Linked DNA regions of Eptesicus fuscus: region 2 is linked to region 1. A link is a contact called in public Hi-C data. All regions are on one chromosome and are shown on one strand. Each heading gives the region's core, a stretch centred on a gene start, on an enhancer-like site or on the middle of the called end of the contact. The rest is flanking DNA. Distances are from core to core; before and after follow the strand shown.

What was found. A called contact is a pair of places that touch in the nucleus more often than the background predicts.
Region 2: a contact with region 1 is called in a Hi-C map of muscle, with 6 times the contacts expected there. The contact joins the promoter of LOC103295533 here to the promoter of SMIM29 in region 1. A contact is called at or near these places in 2 of 2 Hi-C or Micro-C datasets (liver and muscle).

The regions. Positions count from the first base shown.
Region 1 is chr10:4,612,059-4,618,723 of DD_ASM_mEF_20220401, forward strand. It overlaps SMIM29 (small integral membrane protein 29), which reads right to left and starts at 3,188. Exons shown (of 5, transcript XM_054721922.1): 1 at 2,732-3,188; 2 at 1,539-1,719; 3 at 1,362-1,387; 4 at 986-1,082; 5 at 506-838. The coding sequence starts at 1,649. The coding sequence ends at 773. HMGA1 (high mobility group AT-hook 1) reads left to right here. Exons shown (of 6, transcript XM_054721924.1): 6 at 1-107.
Region 2 is chr10:4,775,680-4,782,344 of DD_ASM_mEF_20220401, forward strand. LOC103295533 (40S ribosomal protein S10) reads right to left here and starts at 4,287. Exons shown (of 6, transcript XM_028161292.2): 1 at 4,204-4,287; 2 at 3,234-3,383; 3 at 2,835-3,006; 4 at 1,191-1,268. The coding sequence starts at 3,383.

The DNA.
Region 1 (6,665 bases), core at 1,938-4,437:
CATTGCTGCTACCAGCGCCAAATGTTCACCCTCACCGCCTCCTGTTCTGCCCACACTCCCCTCCCAGATGCTCTTGGGAAGGAGCAAGAGGCAAAGCAGGCTGGGAATAGACTACTCCAGTCCCAGGGAAGGTGGGGTAGAGCCTTCCCTAGGATGCTGCAGCAGAGTGAGCAGGGGGCCTGTGTTGACAGCGGAGAGTGTAGGGCCACCTCCCCCTGTTCTGCCGGGAGGAGGTGGCCATTATTTGTCCCAGCCTGGGCCCCTCCCTCTGGTTTCCTACTTGCAGTTACTTGAATAAAAATATATCCTTTTCTGGACTGGAGTCTCTGTACAGGGGGGTGCGGTGGGGGTGTGTGTGCCTGGAGCAGGTGAAGATGGAAACTTAGAACCTGTTGGGCGGTGGGGGGGCGTGGCTCGAGCTGCCCTGCCCAGCTCTTCAGGGTGGAGGCAGGAGGATGGAAAGCAGTCACCTCAGGAGGTAATTTAAGGCATTTGAAATCACCTCTAACCACAAAACATTTTATTTACAAAATATGTATACGAAGACTATACATCCGGCCCTGTCACCGTGGAAAGCGCTCCCAAGCCAAGTCAGGGAGGGCCCACCCCAAGAGGAAAACACCGAGTGCCTGGGAGCAGGCTCAGCCCACAAAGGACTAAGGGATGGGGTGGGTGGGAGGAGTGGAGACCCAGTGCCCAGCAGGGGGCTGGGTGAGCAGGTGGGAGGGGAAGCAGCAGGCGGCAGGACCCCATGGTTCTGAAGGTGAGGGTGTCAGGTCTTGACATCCAGCAAGGGCATCCGCTTGTGCTGGTAGCCACTCTGCCAGCCGTGCACCACCTGTGGGGGAGACGACGGTGGGGCTCAGGCCCCTGCAAGAGAGGCCTTGCTACTCATCAGTCCCAAGGGGGAGGGCTGAGGGCAGAACCAGGCTCTGGTTTCCAGGGTGAGAGCAGAGCAGACCCCCCTCTGCTGGCTCCGTCTTACCTTCAGGTCTCCCATGTCAGAGAGTAGCTCCTGCTCAGCCTCGTGTAGCTCCTCAGCGGGGTCATAGCTGTACATGGGGAGCAGGTGATGGCGAAGCCTGTCCACCCTGGGGGGCAGGGGAGGGGTCAGCCCAGGGGCCCCCCTTAAACATCTGACCGCCCTGTCTCCACTCCCCCAGGCTCTAAGGACAAAGGGGCCTCTCCCCAGCGGGTAAGCTGAGCCTGGGCAGGAAAACCTAACAATGGGGTGTAGGGGATTTCAGGCTTGTGTCAGGATGGCGGAGGGCCATCTTACATGTATGCAGAGGACACTAATCCTGTGAAAGGACATTTAAGCCAAATGTGGGGGAGGCAGTACTGGGGGCAGGGACACTCACCGCTTTTTCTTCTGGACATACATTACCTGTAACAGAGACAGCGCTGTGGAGGCTGGGCAACCTGCACAGCCCACCCACCTCCACAGCCCACTGCAGGACAGCTTGTTCAGAGACCAGGCCCGCCCAGCCCCGGTTAGCAAAGCTGTGGGTGTATGTGCGAACGAGGGGGCTCCTTACCACAGCCACCACCACCCCGACCAGGGTGATGAGGAAGAAAGGGCCCAGCACATAGCCCACCATGGAGTCGCTGTTGGCCCGGGGGGCGTTGGGCACTGTGGTGTTACTCATGACATCGGCAGCCGGGGGGCTGTGCGGTCAGCATGGGCAGTGCCTCGGGAGGGCGCCTCCACTGGGCTCCCTGGGGAGGAGGAAGGGAGGGCATCGGTTGCAGCCAGAGTGACACCCAGCCCCTGGAGCCTTCCCCAAGAGCTGGTGATACATGAAATCTCGGGCCAGGCACGGGGACAAGGAGTCCTCCCGGTACCCTAACCTTCCAATGACTCTCAGCAAATCTTGGGTGTGAAGGGGCACCTAGGGGAGGCCCAGACCCAGAGACTTAGTTCTGCCCAGCTCTGATTCCCCAAATCAGGGTGGGGCCCAGCTCAGGTGCAGGCCAAACACTTGCAATTCTAAACTGGGGAAAGGTTAGACACAGGTTCCCAGCTCCTGCCCCGACCTCCTGGGGTGCTGGGCTGCCAGCACCTATGCAGTGAAGCAAAATGGGGAAGTCGGGTAAAAACATGAGGGTCCTGCACTGTGGCCCCGGGGATGAGGTAGGCACACTGGAAGGAGCCCGTCTCAGTCCTGATCCAATCCCCACACTTCAGGCTACAGTATAGGCTGAGTGTGTCCTCCTCGTCCCTGGTGTCACTCCAGACACACAGTCTGGGCATCCTCTTCCCTGTGTCTCCTGCCTGGGTGGACACAAGTTGTTAGGGCTGGACTGCATCTGTGAGGTGAAGTCCCCTTCCTCTGGGCTCCGCCCAGGTCCCTACCCTCCTGGCCTGAGCTGACAAGTAGGAGAGGGTCAGCTCCCACCGACAGATGCAAGGAGACTGTCCTTGCGCGGCTGCACACAGATGCCCCTCGGTCCCTGGCCCTGGCTCGCCTGAGTCTCCACCCGAGGGCAAGGTGTGAACCACCTGTCCCGGTGTTCGCGGGGGCAGGTTGCTTAGTCGCACGCACATCGTCGAGAATACATGTCGGGGTGGGGAGAGTATCAGGCCGTTCCCAGGGCTCTGGGAGGCTCAGGCCGGGGGAGGGAGGCTTGGAAAGAGGGTAGAGGGGCCCCGGCATCCTGGAACCCCGGAACCCCGAGGCGTGGACCCATGTCAGCGCTCGGCAGCCCATCCGACCCGGCCATGCCTTACCTCCCGCCGTTGCAGCCCGGACAGGAACGCCCTCGGTTGGCTCCCGGGCCCCGGAAGAGGCTGGAGGCGCGTGATCAAAGGACCCGGGGAAACGGGCGGAGCCTCAGGTTCGGAGCGCGGCCAATCCGGCGGCGTGAAGGCGGGGACGGACCGGGTTGCAGGGTCCACCCCGCGGCGGCAGGGGGCAGCCGAGGGCTGCGCAGCGGGGGGAGAAGCGTGCGCGGGAGGGGGCGGGGCGCGCGGTTTCCCGGCGTGCCCCGGGGCGGACCTCGTGGAGCGCCCGCGCTGGGGACTCCCGTTCCCGGGCGAGGCCTGGCGTCCGCGCTCCTCCTCTCGTTGGGACGCGGAGCAAAGCCGCCTCTAACGCTTTGCTCAGGCGCTGGCGACTGGGGCACGTCCCTCCCGGCAGGGCCCTGCCCCGGCCGATAGGCCTCCATTAACACGTTGCGTCCTCCACGCCTCCTGGCCGCGCGCTGAGGGCAGAAGAGGCGGGCGGGTCAGCTCCTGCGCGGCCAGCCCACGGACCTGCCCACGGACCTGCCCACGGACCAGCCCACGGACCAGCCCACGGACCTGCCCACGGACCTGCCCACGGACCTGCCCGCGCTGCCCGCGCCTCGGTCCTAAGGCCGGGAGCACAGGCCGAGGCGGTGTGGGAGCAGGCACACACCGCACGCCCAGGCCACCTCTGGGGGGGGGGGGGGCACAGAAGGAGCCGCGGGGTGACCAGGGGGTTACAGCTGCTGGCTCAGCAGGCAGGCTTGGGTCAGAGCTTTCCTGGCCTGATCATTGAAATGTCACACACCTGCTGGATAAGTCTGAGTAAGATTGGTGGGTTTTTACCAGTGTCCGTATTCTGGTTGGTATACTATAGTTTTGCCAAAGTTATTGGGAGCCCCAGCCAGGTGGCTCAGTTGGTTAGAGCATCGTCCTGTACCCCAAAAGGGTCGTGTAGGGGAGGCAATCGATCCATGTTTCTCTCCTTCCCCCTCCACCCTTTAAAATCAATAAAAACATATCCTCCAGTGAGGATTTATTATTATTATTATTATTATTGGGAGAAGCTAGGCAAGGGTATCTCTATTATTTCTTACCACCACAGGTGAATCTACAGTTACCTCAAATGGTTTTATACCAGACCCCCTCCCCCCCTCCTGCCCCCGCCAGAATCACATACAATTGGGGAAACTCCAGACTGGCAGGTGATGGAAACCACCTAAGAACATAAAGGTTGTTGCAGTTGAACCAGGCTGAGATCCTCCTCCTGGGTCCTCGGGTGCTACTGGAGACACAGGGATGGCCTGGGTCCCCCTATTTTTTAAAAAAAATATTTTTATTGATCTCAGAGAGGAAGGGAGAGGGAGAGATAGAAACATCAATGATGAGAGGATCACTGACCAGCTGTCCACCGCATGCCCTTCACTGGGGATCTAGCCTGCAACCTGAGCATATGCCCCTGACCGGAATCAAACCCAGGACCCTTCAGTCCACAGGCCAACGCTCTGTCCACCGAGCCGAACCAGGTAGGGCATGGGTCACCCTGTTTTTGCCAGAGGCAGCCCATGGCATGGACATAGTTAAGCTACTGGGTCTGATCTGACCTGTCTCCGAAGGTCCTTCCAGAGAAGGTTGGCTGATTCCACCGAGAACCAGACTGTAGGTGGAGACTTCGGCCTCTCGCCTCCAGATGCAGCCCCCTGACTGTGGTGGGGAATCAGACAGGGAAGCAATCAAAGAGACGCCTCGTTTGGAGGCTCCAGGCGGATTTCCTGGTGTTCTCGGCCTTTTGAGTCTGAGTAGGGAGACCATGCAGAGGGAGGAGCCACCTCCTCACGCAAGGCCTGCCTCACATTGCAAGGCAGTGGGGATCAATTAATAGGTTTCATTTTTTAGAATTTACTTTTCCACAGTATTTGTTAATCGTTTATTTATCAAGAGAACTATTCCTCAGCTCAAATATCCCTGTTTCACAGTTCAGGAACACAGCTCAGTGACAAACTTCCATGGAATTCAACCCAAGGAAATTCTTTACATTCCGATTCTTTGCACTCTGAAAGACACCAGCCTTCTTCATCTCCTCAAAATCTTGCCTGGAATTACAGTTTCTGTAGGAATCCGCGTATGCCTTCTTTCTTGGTTCCCCCACAGCAAACTTACAGAGAGCTGCAGCCCCCAGGGACACAATGGTTGTTCCAACAATGTGCAGTCACATTGAGGAAGGCCAACATCTGAGGTTTTTGTCAAAGTACCGCAAGTGTCACCGGACAGGGACCCGGCCCTGAGCTCGTCTGTCTAGGACAAGCGGTTCTTGACTTCAGGAAAAATGTCACACCACCAGTCCAGGTGACTATGAGGGTCTGTTAATTAAAACCGGGGACAGAGAGAAATAGGAAGGGCTTAGGATAGAAGAAGCCACAAGTGAGTTAGGCTGGGCTGCCCTAGCTCTCTGGGAGTCAGAGGAAAGGGCCTTGGGGACAGGTTTAGGGGTTAGCCTGGGATGACTGCTGCTGCCCATTGCTCCCCTGGTTGTAAGGGTCATTGCGTCCCTTAAAGTTGAGGAGATGCGTGCCTGTGGGGGAAGAAGAGGGAGAAGGGAAGGCTAGGGCCTGCTCCCAGGAGGGAGAGTGCACACTGCATCCTTTGTCTTGAGCCTTTTATCTCTCTCTTGCAGGCAGGAATCTTAGGGGAGGGTTACAGCAGAATATTCATCCATTTCCTAGGTGTGTGTGGTTTCTGTTGTTAATCCTCACCCAAGGAAATTGATTTTTAGAGAGAATGGAAGTGAGGGAGAGAGACAGAGAGAGAAACATCGATGTCTCATGTCAATTGGTTGCATGCCCACGAGTTGAGTCTGCAACCTAGATACATGCCCTTGACCAGGATCAAATCTGGGAGTGATCCAGGGTAGAGCATCAGTCCATGGGCTGACGTTCTAGCCACTGAGCCAAACCAGCTAGGGCTCCAGGTGTGGGTTTTTTTGTTTTGTTTACATTCACAGAATTTATTTAAAAATAAAGTCTCCCTATAAGTGGACCACACAGTTCTAACCTGTGTTATTAAAGAGCAATTTGTGCTGTTATTCAGAATTATTTCTTTTTTAAAAATCTTACTTGTTGAAAGTATTACATATGTCTCCCTATTTCCCCCATTGACCCCCTCCAGCCCACCTCTTCCCACCCCCCAGGCCCTTTCCAACCCACTGTCTGCGTCCATGGGCCGTGCATATATGCAGACAAGTTCTTTGGTTGGTTACCTCCCACCCACCCACCTTCCGCCTCATTCCCTCTGAGATTCCGCACTCTGTTCCATGCTTCCATGTCTCTGGATCCACTCTGTTCATCCGTTTATCTTGTTGATTAGATTCCATATATGAGTGAGATCATGTGATACTTGTCTTTCTCTGACTGACTTATTTCATTTAGCATGATATTCTCCAGGTCCCTCCATGCTGTCTCAAAGGGTAAGAGATCCTTCTTTTTTACTGCTGCAGAGTATTCATTCCATGGTGTAAATGTACCACAGCTTTTTTATCCACTCATCTAGTGATGGGCACTTGGGCTGTTTCCAGATCTTAGCTACTGTAAAATGTGCTGCTATGAACATAGGGGTGCATACATTCTTTCTGATTGGTGCTTCAGGTTTCTTAGGATACTAGTACATTCCTAGAAGTGGGATCACTGGGTCAAATGGCAGTTCCATATTTAATTTTTTGAGGAAACTCCATACTGCTCTCCACAGTGGCTGCACCTGTCTGCATTCCCACCAGCAGTGTGCGAGGATTCCGTTTTCTCCGCATCCTCGCCAGCACTTGTCGTTTGTTGATTTGTTGATGGCAGCCATTCTGACAGGTGGTACCTCGTTGTTTTAATTTGCATCTCTCTGATGAACAGTGACTTTCAGCATTTTATCATATGTCTCTTGGCCATATGTATGT
Region 2 (6,665 bases), core at 3,037-5,536, 160 kb after region 1:
TCTAAATGGAGAGGTTTGCCAGAGGAATTCATTACTACTATCCTGTAATGTATTCAGGTCAAGTGCTCATTTAATCAGGAACTACGACTAGAGAGAGGTAAGAGTGAAAAGTCAGTAAAAATTCCCTTTTATACCTTGTTTTTCTAACACAATTTTGTTTCTGCAACAAAGACAGTGATCCTTCCTACCACTCCTCTGCAAACACCAATGGCTCCCCATCCTACCCAAGAGTAAAACCCCAAGTCCTCTCACAGCCTACAGACCGTAAGACCACATCCTTATCAGATTCTCCAACTGTCCTGTCATTTAGACAAGCCAGATGCCTTCCCCAGGTGGCCACTGGCTGGCTCCCCTCCTCATGTCAGGTGTTTGCTTAAATCTCACTTCTGCATTATTGAAAATTACACACACACTTTAATTTTCCTGTAGCATCCACATCATTGGGACATATTATGTTACTTATTTTTGCTTATCCATCTCCTATCACTAAAATGCAAGTTCAATGAGAGAAGAGCCTTTTTATGTTATGAACACTACTGTCTCTCAGCTCCTAGGACCGTGAGTGCCTAGCACACCACAGCACTCAATATATCTTTGCTGAATGAACAAAAACATCTGCTGTTCCAAGTCAATGCTAATATTTGCTATCTAAAACAAGATTTTACAGAAGGGGGTCCTAATATAAGGTGACAGAAGATTTGACTTTGGGTGATGGGTACACGGTGCAATATACATTTCTTGTAACATAAAAACCCAACCTGAAACCTTTATGTTCATGTTGACCACTGTCAACGCAATTAATTTAATAAATGAGTATTTAAAATATAATAAAACAAGATTTTACACTATTTTTGCAATAAGAAAACAACAAAGGTAATTTGGGTGGATCCTACCTTCAAGGAGCTTACAACACAGGAACACAACCACAACGTAAAACCACGTTGCTTTGCTGAAAGTTTTCAGTTTGCTCTCAAGGTCTTCAACCTACGTCTATCCCTAGCTCAAAGGGTGTTTCCCCCAATCCCCACCCATCAAACCCTTGCGTAAGGCAAGAAGCACAAAGGACCCCAGTGAAGAATGAAACCAAGACCTTTCTGGTCACTCTGGCATCTTCAAGGGCTAAGCCCCAGCCAAAGCTGACGGAGAATCCAGATTCTACCCTCACAACCCCACAGTCGACCGTTACTCACGGGGCACAGCACTCCGTCTGTAGGTGTCTCTGTCGGCTTCCCCTCGTGTGAGTCTTGCAGGTCGCTCGCCCTCCAGACCTACACAAGTAAACCACACCGTGAACATGGGCGATGGGTTCCCTTCAGGCCAAGAAAACTGGAATTGCTCTCCAAGTCTCACCCGAGAACATCTTAGTCATTGTAAAGAGTTAATGGGAATAGGAACTCCTACACCTAGAACTACCCGCTAGAAAAACTTGTCATTGACATTGTGGCTCCTTGAAGGCCTGGGAAAACTCACATCTAAATTAAAATGCCACAAATCTGCAAAAGGATTGCTTTCTATTGTATTTTTCAATATAAATGCACACTTTCCAATTACTTGGCAAATTCAGAAATTCAGCTATTTCTACAAACTTTCCAACAGCTAAAATTTTGAACTTGATCCATCTCTGAAGTGGAAACTCCCTGTACACAGGGGAGGCATCACAGATGAAAGCGCCCCCTCCAATAGGAAGTATATAGAGGCCACCAAGAATCCTTCAGTTCCCCCTCCACACCCATCCTTCATGCCGTGGATACATTAAGACAGATTTTAAAAGGCACCTTAAAAACACTGAAGTTTAATTTAGTATTCTCTCTACCCAGTTACCTTAGAGTCCATATAGTTCAAACACCTTTTTTTGGGGGGGGGGGGGGGGCGTGTTTAATCCCTACCCGAGGATATTTTTTTCTATTGATTTTTAGAGAGTAGGAGGGAGGGAGGGAAAGGGGGGAGAAGAAAGAGAAAAACATCCATGTGAGAGAGACACATCCATTGGTTGCTTTCTACATGTGCCCTGACTGGAGCTGGGAATCGAACCTACAACCCAGGCATGTGCCCTTGGCCAACAATTGAACCCAGGACCCTTCGGTGTTCGTCACATCAGCCCAGGCAAACCATTCTTTAAGGTACAAGAGATAAAACTGAACTTGAAGGGAGTGGCTAAAATAAATAAATGCCAGGTCTCACACACAGGGCCACTAAATCAAGTCTGTGGGACAGAGACAATGGGCTCCTCGATGCAGTGTAGGACTTCTGCTCTGGATACACAGCCCCACTCAGCCACCAGGAGCCCTTGGGAGCATTTGTAAAACAAGGGTTCCTGAGCTCCATGGAGTCTCCAGTGGAAGGTGGAAGCCACGGCCATCTGTGTGTAGGATCTCCATCATCACCCAAGCTTACAAAGTTCTTGTGACAAGTTTTTCAGAACCCAAGGAAGAGGAAATCACAACCCCGGCAAAAACATGACTGTGAGCCAGTAGGTAATCTGCCCCCAACCCCACATCCACACATCAAGCATAAACTTTCACACTGTGATTTTCCTGAAAAGGTTACTCAATGCTCTACCACACAGGTCTGGTCACAGACTAATATTCTGTGTGAATGCCGTCTCCTGGGATAACCCGAGGGCCTGAGGCCAGATCCATTACAAGTCTCATCCTAGGGGACAAAGGTTTCGGGACTTGACCTGCATGCCAGAGGCCTCTACAGCTGACACCAATGGCGGATTATAAGACCCCTTTCCGTCTGCCCCACAACTCCCCCACCCCCACCCCATGTACTGCTCCCAGGAAGAGCTGGTGCAGAGCAGGCCGCTGGAGGCATTTATTTGGGCACCATACCTTTGGGCCTTGGGCGGCCAGTCTCAGGCCTGCTGCGGCGCAACGTGGCGGGCACGATCTCGGGGGGCAGGTGGAGGTAATCGCGGAGGTACTGGATGCCCTCGTTGGTAAGGTACCAGTAGAAGTGTCTCCAGGCAAACTGCTCCTTCACGTAGCCCCGGGACTTGAGAGACTGCAAGACAGAAAACCACGGTTGAGACCTGACTAGAGGCTTAGACCAGAAACGCGGTGCAGAGGGGGCTGGGCTGCGCCGTAGACAAGTTTTCAGGTGCATCTACCTCACGGCCCGTCAAGGCAGCGAGAAGCTCGGGCTGTCCTGGCCTCTCCTTGGCATTTGCCTTGAACAGCCGCGGAGAACCCCTCCATGGGCACCCACTCCAGCAGCGCCCGGCTGGCTACCTGCATGGCCTTCATGACGTGAAGATTGGGCACGTTCTTGTCTGCCAGCTCGGGGTGCTTAGGCATGTGCACATCCTTCTTGGCCACCATCACCCCCTCCTTAAAGAGGAGCTCGTAGATGGCAATCCGGTTCTTCTTGGGCATCAACATCTACGGGAAGAAAGCGACCAAGAGCCCCTCTAAGCAATGTGGCCAGGGGTCAGGAACCGAGTTCAAGACCCACAAACGACCACACGAAATCAGTCCAATGGATTGGAATCTCAAACACAAAACATGCAGGAAGGAGGGATTCAAACTCTGTAGACTGACACCCACCAGTTAGTTACCAGCTCCCACCTCCAGCCCCGAAAACACTTCAGGTGAGAAAAAAGTTACCAAGGCATTAAAACAAAACGGGGGTACACATTCGCTTCAAACTTTCACTCACAACCATAAAGGAATAATGGGGCGCAGACCCGGCATTCTATGAGTATCTGGGGACCATCAACAACTGTACCAAGGTGCGCACGGCGAGGCTGTACTCTCAGGTACGCAAGGGGAGGCCAGAGGAGTCTTTTTCTCACGACGGGCCGCTGACCCGCATCCAAAGGGCTAAGGCCTTCGCATCCTCATTTCCTACCCCTCTCCCCCAAAACTAGAGTCCCAGGGCCAAGTAAAGAGGCAACCGGGGTGAGTTCTTCCCCAAAGGAAAAGTGTACAAGCGGGGTACAGTCCTAGCCTCGCCCACAGACACCGCCACGCAAGGGGTTGTTCCTCCTCTCCTCGGCCCTCCGCCATCGGGACGCCGATCTTCGCGAACAGCGTCCCACTACCCTCCCGAGTGCGCCCCTGGCTTCTCACTACTCAGAAATGAGCGAGCGCGCAGTGGGAGAGGGGTCCCCTCGCCCCAACTCCGGGGAAGCGCAGCGACTACGGCGGCGACAGGGCCAGGATGGAGGCCGATAGGGGCCCGCACTCCATAGGAACTCACCGCGACAGCTGCTGCGTCCCGGGCCCGAGCTAGAAAGGAAAGAGCATGCGCGGCGCGGCGCGGCGTCTCTTCCGGGCCGGCGTGCCCCGCCCCCCCGTCAGGACCCGCGCACAGCCTGGGGTGGCCTCGGCGGTGCCTGAGAGACTGGCGGCTCGGCAGCTGCAAACCCTGACGACACCGCCGGGAGCCTCTACGTGGTTTGTCAGGAAATAGTCCCTTTTCTGCTTGGGCAGGCTCCTTCGAAACACGCTACTTCTTTATTCCCAGCAATAATTTAACTTAATATTATGCAAGTAATGCATGCGCTTTGAGCGGGAAAAGAGAGAACATACAAAGTAATAACAATAACAATAATAAAAGACTTTTTAAAAACAATCCTATCAACCAAAGATAACCACGATTAACATTTTGGTATATATTCTTCCCAACTCATATACACCCAAGTAAATGTATGTATTTTTTTCCCACTCTATGATGGGACATATATTAAATCCTTCACTGCTCTATGTAACAATGCCACACACATCTGCACCCTTGCCCAATATTTTACTTAGAATAAATTCCTGGAGGTGTAGTTGTTGAGTAAAAAAGTACACACTAATCTCATTGCTCTTTTAATTTGCTCTTCTTGGTTACTTGCGATAAAACATTTTTTCTTTAAATTTTTCATTTCCCATTACCTGTTTTCTTACTGAGAGTTTTTTCCCATTAAAGTTATTAGCTCTCGCCAAAACCGGTTTGGCTCAGTGGGTAGAGTGTCGGCCTGCGGACTCAAGGGTCCCAGGTTCGATTCCGGCCAAGGGCATGTACCTTGGTTGCAGGCACATCCCCAGCAGGGGTTGTGCAAGAGGCAGCTGATCGATGTTTCTCTCTCATCGATGTTTCTAACTCTCTATCCCTCTCTCTTCCTCTCTGTAAAAAATCAATAAAATATATTTTTTAAAAAATAAAGTTATTAGCTCTCTGTCATATATTTTTCAAGAATTTCCCCCAGACCCCAGCTGGTGTGGCTCAGTGGGTTGAGCATCATCCCATGCACCAGAGGGTCAGGGGTTGGGTTCCCAGTCAGGGTGCATGCCCAGGTTTCAGGATGGCACTTCAGGAGGCAGCCGAACATTGTTTCTCTTGATACGAAATTTTTGGACTAGAACACGCGGTGTTCCCTGTGCAGGATGGTTACCCGGATTCTTTGTCTGTTGGAGTCGAAGAATGAATCCACGGACTGAAGATGGTATAGCAAATGTGGAGATTTACTGAAGAACAAGTACAGACTCCCATGTGGGGAAGGGGAAAGAGTCCCACAGCACAGACTCCCACGTGGGGAGGGGCAAAAGTCTCAACTTCCTGTTTCCATGGTTTATAAAGGCTGCAAGTCCCTGTGTCCTGATATCCCTTCTGATTGGTCAATATTTTCTTTTTTTTTTGGTTACTATAGTAACTCCTGAGATTAAAGATCAAACATCACATGGGACATGTGATGCCCTCCTCCCATTGTCCTCCTTTTCCTTCAGGGCTTTCTTCCTTCTTCTTTATTTTGTAAATATAGACCTTTTGGCTACTCCTAGTTCCCTTGTCTTATGGAAATGTAACCGAGCCTGGCTCCCTTGTGTTATGGAAATGTAACTTCTCCCAGTCTGTAGCCGTTATTTTTTCCCATAGACCCCCAATTCTAAAAATTCCCTAAACCTGCTTATATTCCCCTAAAATTCCTATTTCACTGTCTTACATCAATGTTTCTCTCTCTCTCTCCCACTCCCTCCCTCTCCCTCTAAAATCAATAAAAACATATTTAAAAAAATTATTTCCCCCAGTTTTCCATTTGTCTTGATTTTCATGGTAATTTGAAGAAGTTTTGCATTTCTTTATATACAAACTAGAGGCCTGGTGCACGAAATTCGTGCATGGGTAGGGTCCCTAGGCCTGGCTGGTGATCAGGGCTGATCGGGGCCTTCCTTTCCCCAGCTGCTGTCCCGGGCCTTCTTTTGTTCTGTGCCGCCCCCTGGTGGTCAGCGCATATCATAGCAAGCAGTCGAACTCCCAGTTGGTCAACCTCCCGAGGGGACAATTTGCATATTAGCCTTTTATTATATAGGATCTTTATAATTTCAGACTTTGGTACAAATGCTTAAAAAGTCACTACATACCTCGTGATTATATAAATATCCACCTGTAGTGTTTTTTTTTTTTTAAATCCTCACTCAAGGATATGTTTCTTATTGTTTTGTCTTGTTTTATTTTAGAGAGAGAGGAACATAGATGTGAGAGAGAAACATCAATCAGTTCCTTCCCATATGTGCCAACTCGGGATCGAATCCACAACTTTTTGGTGTACAGGATGATACTCCAAACAACCGAGTGAAATGTTTTTTCAAGCATTTTTGTGGCTGAATTGTTTAAAAATAAGTATTCATCAATTTTGCAAGATGGAATGAGTCTGGAGATCATTGCACAGCAATGTGAAT